Linked DNA regions of Mus musculus: regions 2 and 3 are each linked to region 1. A link is a contact called in public Hi-C data. All regions are on one chromosome and are shown on one strand. Each heading gives the region's core, a stretch centred on a gene start, on an enhancer-like site or on the middle of the called end of the contact. The rest is flanking DNA. Distances are from core to core; before and after follow the strand shown.

Region 1 (2,965 bases), core at 286-2,785:
AGACAAAATAGGCTTTGGAAAAAAAGCCATTTGTTGCTGTCATAAGTCAACAGTCAGCATTTTGGGGCACCATACGTCAAAAGGTATGGTCAAAATAGTGAATGAGTTCCCTGAGACTTTAATATCAGAAGAAGTCACTAGAGGAGACAATAGGGAATTGGTAATGAATTGATGTCAAGTACTCTGCTACCTCCAGTGTAAAGCTGCTCAATACTTCACAGCCCAGAAGTGTCTGGGCAACTACAAAGCTAGAAAAGCTAGCTTACTCATCTTCTTTTGCCATTTTTGAGTTTGGTTAACACATTCCACAGCTGACCTCTACCCACCCCTCCACTGTAGTAGTGTGAGGGGGAGATTGTGGGACAGGTGCACGTGTGGATCCTTACATACTATCTACATGGAAACGGCTGGTGTGACTCCATAGCGTCAATGTTCATTGGTACCAGCACCTCTGAGGTTAATAATGGTTCTGTAGTAATGTTTTCTTCGTATCTGGTGTTGGATGGCTTTGGGGAAGCACTCCCCCCCACCCACTTTTATTTCATAGACTTTTTAAAAAAAATAGTGCCCCAACTGAATGCAAGAGAAAGTCTAGGGAAATAAACAGAACCAGTGTACCCCCATTCCTTTCCCAGTAACAATTCAGGACAGTATTGGGAGCTCAGGACTGGAAATTCCAGGGAAGGGAGCCTATTGGCGTTACCCACACTGTTCTAACGGATCTACCCTGTTCCCTGTACAGGGACCAGGCATGGTCCATCAGAGTTAGTGTGAAGGGAGAAACATGATGTAGGCACAGAGGAACCAGCAGCAGACAGAGAGAAGTCACAGAAGCTCAGGCATATCCAGTCTTTCTTTGGGCTTCAAAGATTTAAAGAAAGCCACGCCTCTTGGAGATGAAATCAGGTACGCCAGAGTGTGAACCCAGAACCCAGAGAATCTTCTTTATAAACAAGGCTGTGGCTTACACTGGCCCATGCCTGTGTACCTTTTACCCAGTTAGCATTCTCAGTGTCTGGGGTGAGGTTGGGGAATTGAAAAAAGGCTGTGTTGAACTTGACCAACATTTTAAAGGGATTTTGCTCACTCCATCAACCAAGGTCCTTCTGGAATTTCCACATTTATATTTTACGTGGACTATCTCTTAGAATGGCTGTGTTGAGTCTGCGGGGTTTTAAGAGGGTGGGTGTAGTGCAAAGGGTGGTGTAACATTGAATAAAAATGAGATTATTTAAAGCATCTTCCTAACGTTGTAAATGTACTCTCAATGCTGATAGAATTAATTTGACCATTTTAAAGGTGCACATATGCATGCTGCAGGCTCTTCTCTTCCTAGTTAGTTTGTGACCCTTATTAAGATGTCTAGGGTTATTAAGACCTCACAGTAACTTTGTCTTCTTAATTGCGAAGAGCTAGCTCTTCAAATCCGGAAATGGTTAAAACGGTGGCCAGAGGTGGTACACCGCCCTGCCCTGGCCCGGCGCGGCGGGGGTTAAGGTGGGCGCCCGCGCCCCGCACCCGCCAGGATGAGCGCACAGTCCGTGCCTCCCGCCAGCCGGATCGCTTGGAGTCGGCAAGGAGAGAAAGTGGCGGTCAGGGATGGAGCTGCTGCCATGACAACCCCGGCGGTCGGGGCCCGCGCGCGTCGGGGCTGCTCCCGGGAGGAAGGCAGCGCGGAGGCCGGGGGCGGCCGCTGAGCGTGGCGTCCGCGGCTCCGGTGGTGCCGACTGCGCTTCGTCTTCTGCAGCGAGCCAGAGAGCGGGCTAGGGACCGCTGCGGTCCGCCCCTGCCGCGCCGCTCCAACCTTGCTGCTGCGCTGCAGAGACAGCCCAAGCTGCAGCGCGAATCTGGGCTCTGAGCAAGTTGACCGTGGCTCTGCGGCAGGATTCCCGAGTCCGGATTGCAGGAAGCCGGCTTAGCAGGCGCCTCCTTGCTCCCTCCGTGCCGCCTCTTGCGTGCTCTACTTTCCATCTGCTATTGTTCCAGATTGTTTCTGGCGCCGAGCCTTGCTCTGAAACTTAAGAAAGTGCTGGATTTCCTCTCGTTCGACTGAGGAATCGTAGACCACATCTGGGTAGCTGGATTCAACCCAGCCACAACCCCGTTGGATACCAAAGTGCTTACTCCTGTCCAAAGTGCCATGCCTGAACTGCTACGGGGAAGAGGCAGCTTCTGAGACCCGCACCTGTGCGCCTGCTTGCCTGCCTTGCGCTTCTCCTTCCTGGCCACCTTCCTGGCTACAGGCAGCACGGAGAAAGTCCGCCTCGGATGTGTGTGGAAACTGGTTCTCGGAGGCTGCGAGCTGAGGCTGGATTTAGGGGAGGAATATTAGACTTGGAGGAGTCTGCGCGCTTTTCTCCTCCCAGTGCATCGCGCGGTCGCCGCTAGTTCATCGCTGGGTCCCCGCGCTCACTCCCCACCCCACCCACTTCCTGTGCTCGCCCGGGGGGCGTGTGCGTGCCACTACCGGAGTTCTGGGAAGTTGTGGCTGTCGAGAATGGGGGTCTGTGGGTACCTGTTCCTGCCCTGGAAGTGCCTCGTGGTCGTGTCTCTCAGGCTGCTATTCCTTGTACCCACAGGAGTGCCGGTGCGTAGCGGAGATGCCACCTTTCCCAAAGCTATGGACAACGTGACGGTCAGGCAGGGGGAGAGCGCCACCCTCAGGTAGGGAACTGCCACTCTACTAAATGATGATTTGTTTCGGCTGGGGCAAAGGGGCAGGGGTGCGGGTGTGTGCTCTGGAGCAAGCCAGGGCTAGTGGAGAGATCCCTAGCTTGCTGCGCTGCACAATTCCTGGATGAGCTAACTGCTCTACCAAGGAATGTGGCAACCTCAGGGTAATGCTAGGGGAGAGCTGTGCTTTCCAAACCTGGCTCCTTTGACCCAAGGGTTTGTTAAAGGTGAGGGATAGCTGTCTTATTTTGAAGCCAATGGTCCTGCTACTGCCTTTTCCCGAGCCTGACAG
Region 2 (2,965 bases), core at 199-2,698, 170 kb after region 1:
ATAGTATTGATTACCCCATACATTTCATGCTAAATAGCTGCATTAATCTGACTTAATGAGTGTGCATTATGGAAACAGCTATACCATGTTCTCAGCAACTACCCTGCTTGCTAAATATGTCTTTTCTTTATCTGTGACTTTTGTTTGATTCAAGCAGATGAGCAGTCTACAAATTGTTTTCTGAAAATGGAAAAATAGTAGATATTTTAGGATGTATTGTATGTTGAACCAGTGTTGCTCTGTCCTGGAAGTCGAGATACAGTGGTAGAGAAATTGAAGTCAAAATGAATGTCTGGGGCTCCCCACCACCCTAACATATTTGCTTACTGAAACAGCGAATATGTGGGATTTGGACCAGGTACCAGATTTACTGCTCATGGAGAGTGCCAACATTGGAGAAAAAAAAATCAAGATTTCTGTCACCACATGCCCAGTTCTACTACTATGCCAATAAAAGACCTGATGGAGGACATGCAAACCAGTGTTCATTATCTACACCTTATCCAAACACTACTAAAATTCTACTCATTGTCATCATCCAATTTTATGGACTTGATAACTCATGCAAATCCACAGGAAGAACTGGTCTCAACCCTTCAGATAGAGACCACAGAGGCAGAATTCTATTTACTTATGAGATGCACTATTATTCTGCCCAGTGATGGACTTGAGTGATGAAGCATTTTCACCTCCTCATCAACCGCAGTAAAATTCTCATTTTACAGAGAACATGGAGACCATAAGAGACCAAATCTTTTCCTCGGCTCCATCTGGCTAAAAAGTGACTGAGATAGGAGTTAAGCCTGGGTCTATGGCTCCCCAGTCAGAACCCTGTGCCTTTGCCAAAGCCTCTAAGTTTATTGCTCACCTGAAAACAGATCATACAAAAGAAAACTATAATCACAACAAAAGAAAACCCTCAGCCATAGCTCACGATATTCACAGACTCTTTGACAGTGGTTATTGATGTTGGTCAGTTTCCTATTCTAAGATAGAGTGAGGACCTGATCAAACCATAAGTAGTAACAATAATCTGTGACTATGTACAAACGCCAGAAGATATAGTTTCTTGCCACATGTGAAGGAACCTCTGGATACCACCCCCTACCAATACCACCCACACAAGCCAAAAAAAATTATTTTATTTACCTAACAATCCCACTTTACTCTCTCTTGTTGCCCTGCCCATGTACACTGTGATTCTTGCAGAGTCTACCCTGCCCTGCCCATGCAGACTCCAAAACAATGCTATGTTGTCTGGTGATGATAGCTAGCTCCGGCCCCCAGAACCTGACATGCCCATCCGTGTGCTTTGCATCCCACACTCAGCATTTGGATGGCAGGTGGCAGGTAGCGCAGCCCACGTAGAGCTTCCCAGGCCACTGCACACCACATGCTTCGCAGTGAGTATCTGGGTGAGTGCCACTGGATGACCTGAGCAGTAGGCTCCGGCCATTTCAGAAAATGAACTGCTTCTCCCAGCACACAAATATCTTGCTAATTAGCAATTAGCTATTAAGGGAAAAGAAAGGACTAGGAACTGGGGATCTGAAATAGTCTCCTAAGAGATGGGGGAAGGGGGAGAAGTACCCAGCAGCACTTAATGGAAGCCAGATAGAAAGTGGCTTCATTTGGGTCCAATGTCTCAAGCCGTTTTCCTAAATGTTTGAGATTCAGTAGAGGACCCAAGTGCATTCTGCCAAGTGCTTTTCCCTTTAATTTTTAAATGCATTCAAATTTCAAGGGGAATTTAATCCGTATGTTTCTGGTTCTTTTACACTTAACTCATCAAAATGTTGTTCTTTAAGAGCTGTTTGATCTGTAAGGCTTATGAGCCTTTGTTATAAGCCTTTTCAAAACCTCTTTCCCTTTTTTGAATCAGCAAATGGAATTGTGCCAATTCTGAATGGGATTTGAATAAAGAAAAGTCCAACTTTAGGATTAGATGTAGAACCTCAAGGGTATTGGAGCTGGCTTTGCAGAAGGGCACTTGACCCTTGCATGAGAGTCAGGCTACCCACATCACAGGGTCCTAGCATAGGAAATGAGGTATTAAGAGGCAGCCCAGAGACAACACTGATGCTATTCAGAGGCACACTCTTTAGTGAACCAGAAAACCTTAGCATTAGCTGCTGGCCAGCTCCCCTTGTCCAGAGATAGCAGTGACAATAGCCAATACTCATGGATAATAGCTATGCCATCCAGGGCTCTCGTTGGTTCTTTTTGTGTGTCTTCTTTCTGAATCCACATCAGAACTTTGAGGTAATAAAGCACATATAGGAGTTTATGATCTGGAATCAGTGGATCTGTGTTTGAATCTGACAACCATCATTTATAAACCCTAGCTTATGAGTGAAGCTCTTTAATATCCCTTGGATTGTGCTTCCAATTGATGTTACCACCAGTTACTTGGTTGCTTGGGTGCTTGGGTGCTTGGGTGTTTGGGTGCTTGGTTGTTTGATTGCTGCTGCTGCTGACTGTTGGTGAGATGAAGAAGTCACTGTCTAATGATGTAGCCATTTGTATTCACTATAATTATAAAAATAGACTTTTCTACCTGTTTTATCAATTATACCTACAAGTTCTGAAATATTTTCCCCTACCACCTTTCCCACATAATAGATCTTCACAAACTTGAAAACGGTTATGAATGTCTTCTCTTTTCCAAGATTAATTTCAAATTCCTCATAGGCCTGGTTCCTGACCTTTGCTGCCCTGGCTCTGGTTCCCCCTGAACACATTAAAACTGAGCGTGATGCCCTAGACTGTTTTAGATGAGCTCTAAGGAGCACAAAGCACACTGCCTTCTGTTTTCTACTTTATGTCTCTATTAACATGGTCAGGCATCCCACCTACTTTTATGCAACACTGTGAGAGCTTTTCATTCACCTGTGATTAATTCCAGGTAATGTAAAATCATATACAAATTGTGCTTAAGGCAGTCTTTCATTTTTTATCTTTCTAC
Region 3 (2,965 bases), core at 120-2,619, 140 kb before region 1:
TGGTGGTGTAGCTGGCTGGGAGTTGTAGCTACTGCCTTTGCTTGCTGTCACAAGACAGAATTATGCTGCGCATTGCTAGCTTGGGGAAGAGAGAAAATTCAAAACCTGAAGTATGGCTTCCACTGAATGCATATTGCCCCCACAAGATAACCAGCTTCCCAATGCTTAGGTTCCTTGTATGAACGACACTGATCAACCCTTCTACTTTAAATCATTTCTGGGTGGCTAACAACACCTAATGCAATGCAAACATTATATAAAGAATTTTTAGGTTGTATTGTTTATGAAGCCATAGCAAGAAACACCTGTATGTTTGCAATATAGACACTTTTTTTTTTCAGATTACTTTTAGTCTTCAGGTAGCTGAATATACAGGTCTATACGTGGGTTCCATAGATGTGGAGTGAAAAGTGTATTTGGTTGTAGGATTTCCACTTTATCAACAACAGAGTGGATTCATCCTTTAAAAATAAAAGGAAACCCTGCAGGGGACGAAAATCATTGGGATTGGTAATTTTTCTTGCCAGTCTTTGAAGCTGACCTGTGCAATATTTTGTTTTGCCACACAAGGACATGGGTACTGACAGGCAGATGTGGTCGTGGGAGGGGGGTTCAGGGGCATTGAGCTGATCATCACAGAAGGAGGACGCCTAAGTCCTGGCAAAGCCAAAGCCTGAGCAGAGGCAAAAATTAAATTAAATTAAATTAAATTAAATAAAGTAAGATAAATAAGTGATGATGACATGGGATTTAAGTAACAAAATGAGACAGAGATTAAAACACTTAGAACACAGCAGAATTCTTAAAGCAGGAGGTTGATCCTTCCATCATACCCAGGAAAGAAAGTTTTGTAATTGGACCATAGCATGTAAGAGTTCGAGGAAGTCACACAGCATCCGTAACGCCTCTTAACAGAGAGGAGGCATGCCAGCAAGGGTAGTGTGTTCCTGGAGCAGAACTCAAGACATACATACTTGCTGTGAGGATGACTCTCTTCTAGCAAGAAGGCAAAAGGTGCCTTGCAGAAAATCTTACAAAACAGCAGAGGCACCTCCTGAAGGCTCTGTGCTCCTAATCAAGGTGGCAATGAGGAGAAACGATATTGTCAATTTGGGTCAAACATTTATAGCACTTTTTTTTTCATGTGAAAATCTAATTTTACACCATTATTTTAGGAATGGGAGAATATAAAAGAAAAATAATTGTGAATATCACTTTTAACCAGTCTTATTAAAACCTATCTGCTGCGTTCTGAGAGTCACTGGCTAACTCTGGGATTCAGACAATTAATGACTGAGCTCTCTAACAGGTACCTGTAGTGCAGGCATCCTACGTGGCTGTGATGGCCATATGCTTGAGACAGCAGATGGGGATGGGATGTCATTCTGCTGCGAACGGTGAGGAGCCAGACAGAAGGCTAGCTCAGTGCCGAACAGGTGCAGACAGCGGGGCGTCTTTCAGGTAGAGCCAGCATTTTCTTCAGGGAAGCACTTTCTACCTTCTAAATTATTTCAGCCAGTGTTTGCTTAAGAGCACGAAGTTATTCACAGCCTGCAAATGAAAGACTTCAGCTTGAATCTTATTTAATTTCTTGGTACTAGAGATTAAAGCTAGGGTGTCATGCACGGGAGCCAAACTGTAGCACTGATCGACAGCCCCAGCTCCAAGCCTGAGAACTTTAGGACAACCTTATAGCTGGCTACTGTGTGTATTTGTGACCACACTGAGTGATGGCTGAGTGTTAGACTTTACCTTGATATTCATACATAGATGATTCAGCTGCCAAGGCACGACAGCGGTGAACAGGTTATTGCTGTATTACGCATGTCTCCCTGGAGGTATAAGAGTGAAGCCTGGTTCTCAGACGCACGTCTTAGATGTGTGATGTTGAAGAGGACTTTGGGACCCTAGTCACACCCTACTCTCGCTCTCCGTTTTTTCTGCCACGAGACAAGTGGCTCTGCTCTATATTGAGCTTCCACTACAGGATCTGTTGCCTGATTACAAACACAAGAGTTGGGCCAACCAGTCATGTGCTAAAAACTTCCAATCTGGGAGCCAAGATAAAATGCTCCTCAGCGTGAGTCTACTTATTGAAGGCTTTTACATTTTGCCTTTATGTATTTCTTGGAGCACAGGGGGCATCCACATACCGTAGTGCACTGTGGAGTTAAGAGGACAGCTTGCGGGACTTCATTATCTCCTTCCACTATGTGGGTCCTAGGGGCTTGAATTCAGGCTTGACTACGAGCATCTCATTGGCCCCACCCCACTTTTTCGAGCATTTTAAAAAGTAGTAGAAAGCAAGACTGCTAGTGTATGCTTAGTGTGATTATACTCATGAGTGCCTTACAGAGGCAGTGTTTGCCTTTGTGTTCAAAGTGGTGAGATGCTAGAGTCCAGATTCTTCTAAAAACAAACAAACAAACAAACAAACAAACAAACAAGCAGGACTAAAATGTAATGTCTTTTAATGGCAAATGTACAGGACCAGCACAGACATATGTAGGACAACTTAGAAAAGCATAGTGAATGGAAGAATCTATTGTGTGCTAACTGAAGTGAATCAGCGAATCAGGGTGATAGCAGGTTAGTGTTAAGCACTGTCTCATGACCGAGCTCCCAGCCAAGATGAAGTATGAACGAACTGAGAAGGTAGGAAGTTACAAAGCCACAAACTTTTAGACAGAGCATGCTATCTAAATATGAAAAGAGAGCTAAGTGCCATGTTCAAGCCTAGGTCTAGCTGATTGCATTTGAACCAGAAACTGTACCTACAGAGGGGCTGCTTCGGCCAGCAGCACTGTTTACAGGGGAGTTTAGATAGAAACCAGAAGGGACATTCACCGAGGGGCGTCTGTTGACTGGAGCTATTGTGTATTGAGCTGCTTCAATTAATCCTGCAAACAGGCTTAAGTTTAATTATCACGTCCTTTATTTCTGTATAATGTTGTGAAATTGTGTA

The links. Hi-C and Micro-C count contacts between places; a contact is called where the count stands out from the background.
Region 2: a contact with region 1 is called in a Hi-C map of cerebral cortex, with 1.8 times the contacts expected there. The contact joins the enhancer-like site here to the promoter of Ntm in region 1. A contact is called at or near these places in 13 of 484 Hi-C or Micro-C datasets (the HL-1 cell line, Sertoli cells, brain and 7 more) and 2 of 115 datasets of contacts at active chromatin or transcription factors (embryonic forebrain and embryonic midbrain).
Region 3: a contact with region 1 is called in a Hi-C map of cerebellum, with 4 times the contacts expected there. The contact joins the enhancer-like site here to the promoter of Ntm in region 1. A contact is called at or near these places in 3 of 484 Hi-C or Micro-C datasets (cerebellar granule neurons, cerebellum and nephron progenitors).

Annotation. Positions count from the first base shown.
Region 1 is chr9:29,411,255-29,414,219 of GRCm38.p6, reverse strand. Ntm (neurotrimin) reads left to right here and starts at 1,535. Exons shown (of 7, transcript NM_001357602.1): 1 at 1,535-2,664. The coding sequence starts at 2,498.
Region 2 is chr9:29,241,619-29,244,583 of GRCm38.p6, reverse strand. The region is part of intron 1 of Ntm (neurotrimin); the gene reads left to right. Among named protein-coding and RNA genes, the nearest start is that of Ntm, 170 kb to the left of the region's middle. Within about 2 kb of position 1,448, at least 3 of the 459 cell types and tissues checked have an H3K27ac peak or open chromatin away from gene starts, as enhancers often do. A contact at or near this core is called in cerebellar granule neurons and cerebral cortex, where this site is marked.
Region 3 is chr9:29,549,200-29,552,164 of GRCm38.p6, reverse strand. It overlaps a transcript of Ntm not described here. Among named protein-coding and RNA genes, the nearest start is that of Gm15521, 82 kb to the left of the region's middle. Within about 2 kb of position 1,369, at least 6 of the 459 cell types and tissues checked have an H3K27ac peak or open chromatin away from gene starts, as enhancers often do. A contact at or near this core is called in cerebellar granule neurons and cerebellum, where this site is marked.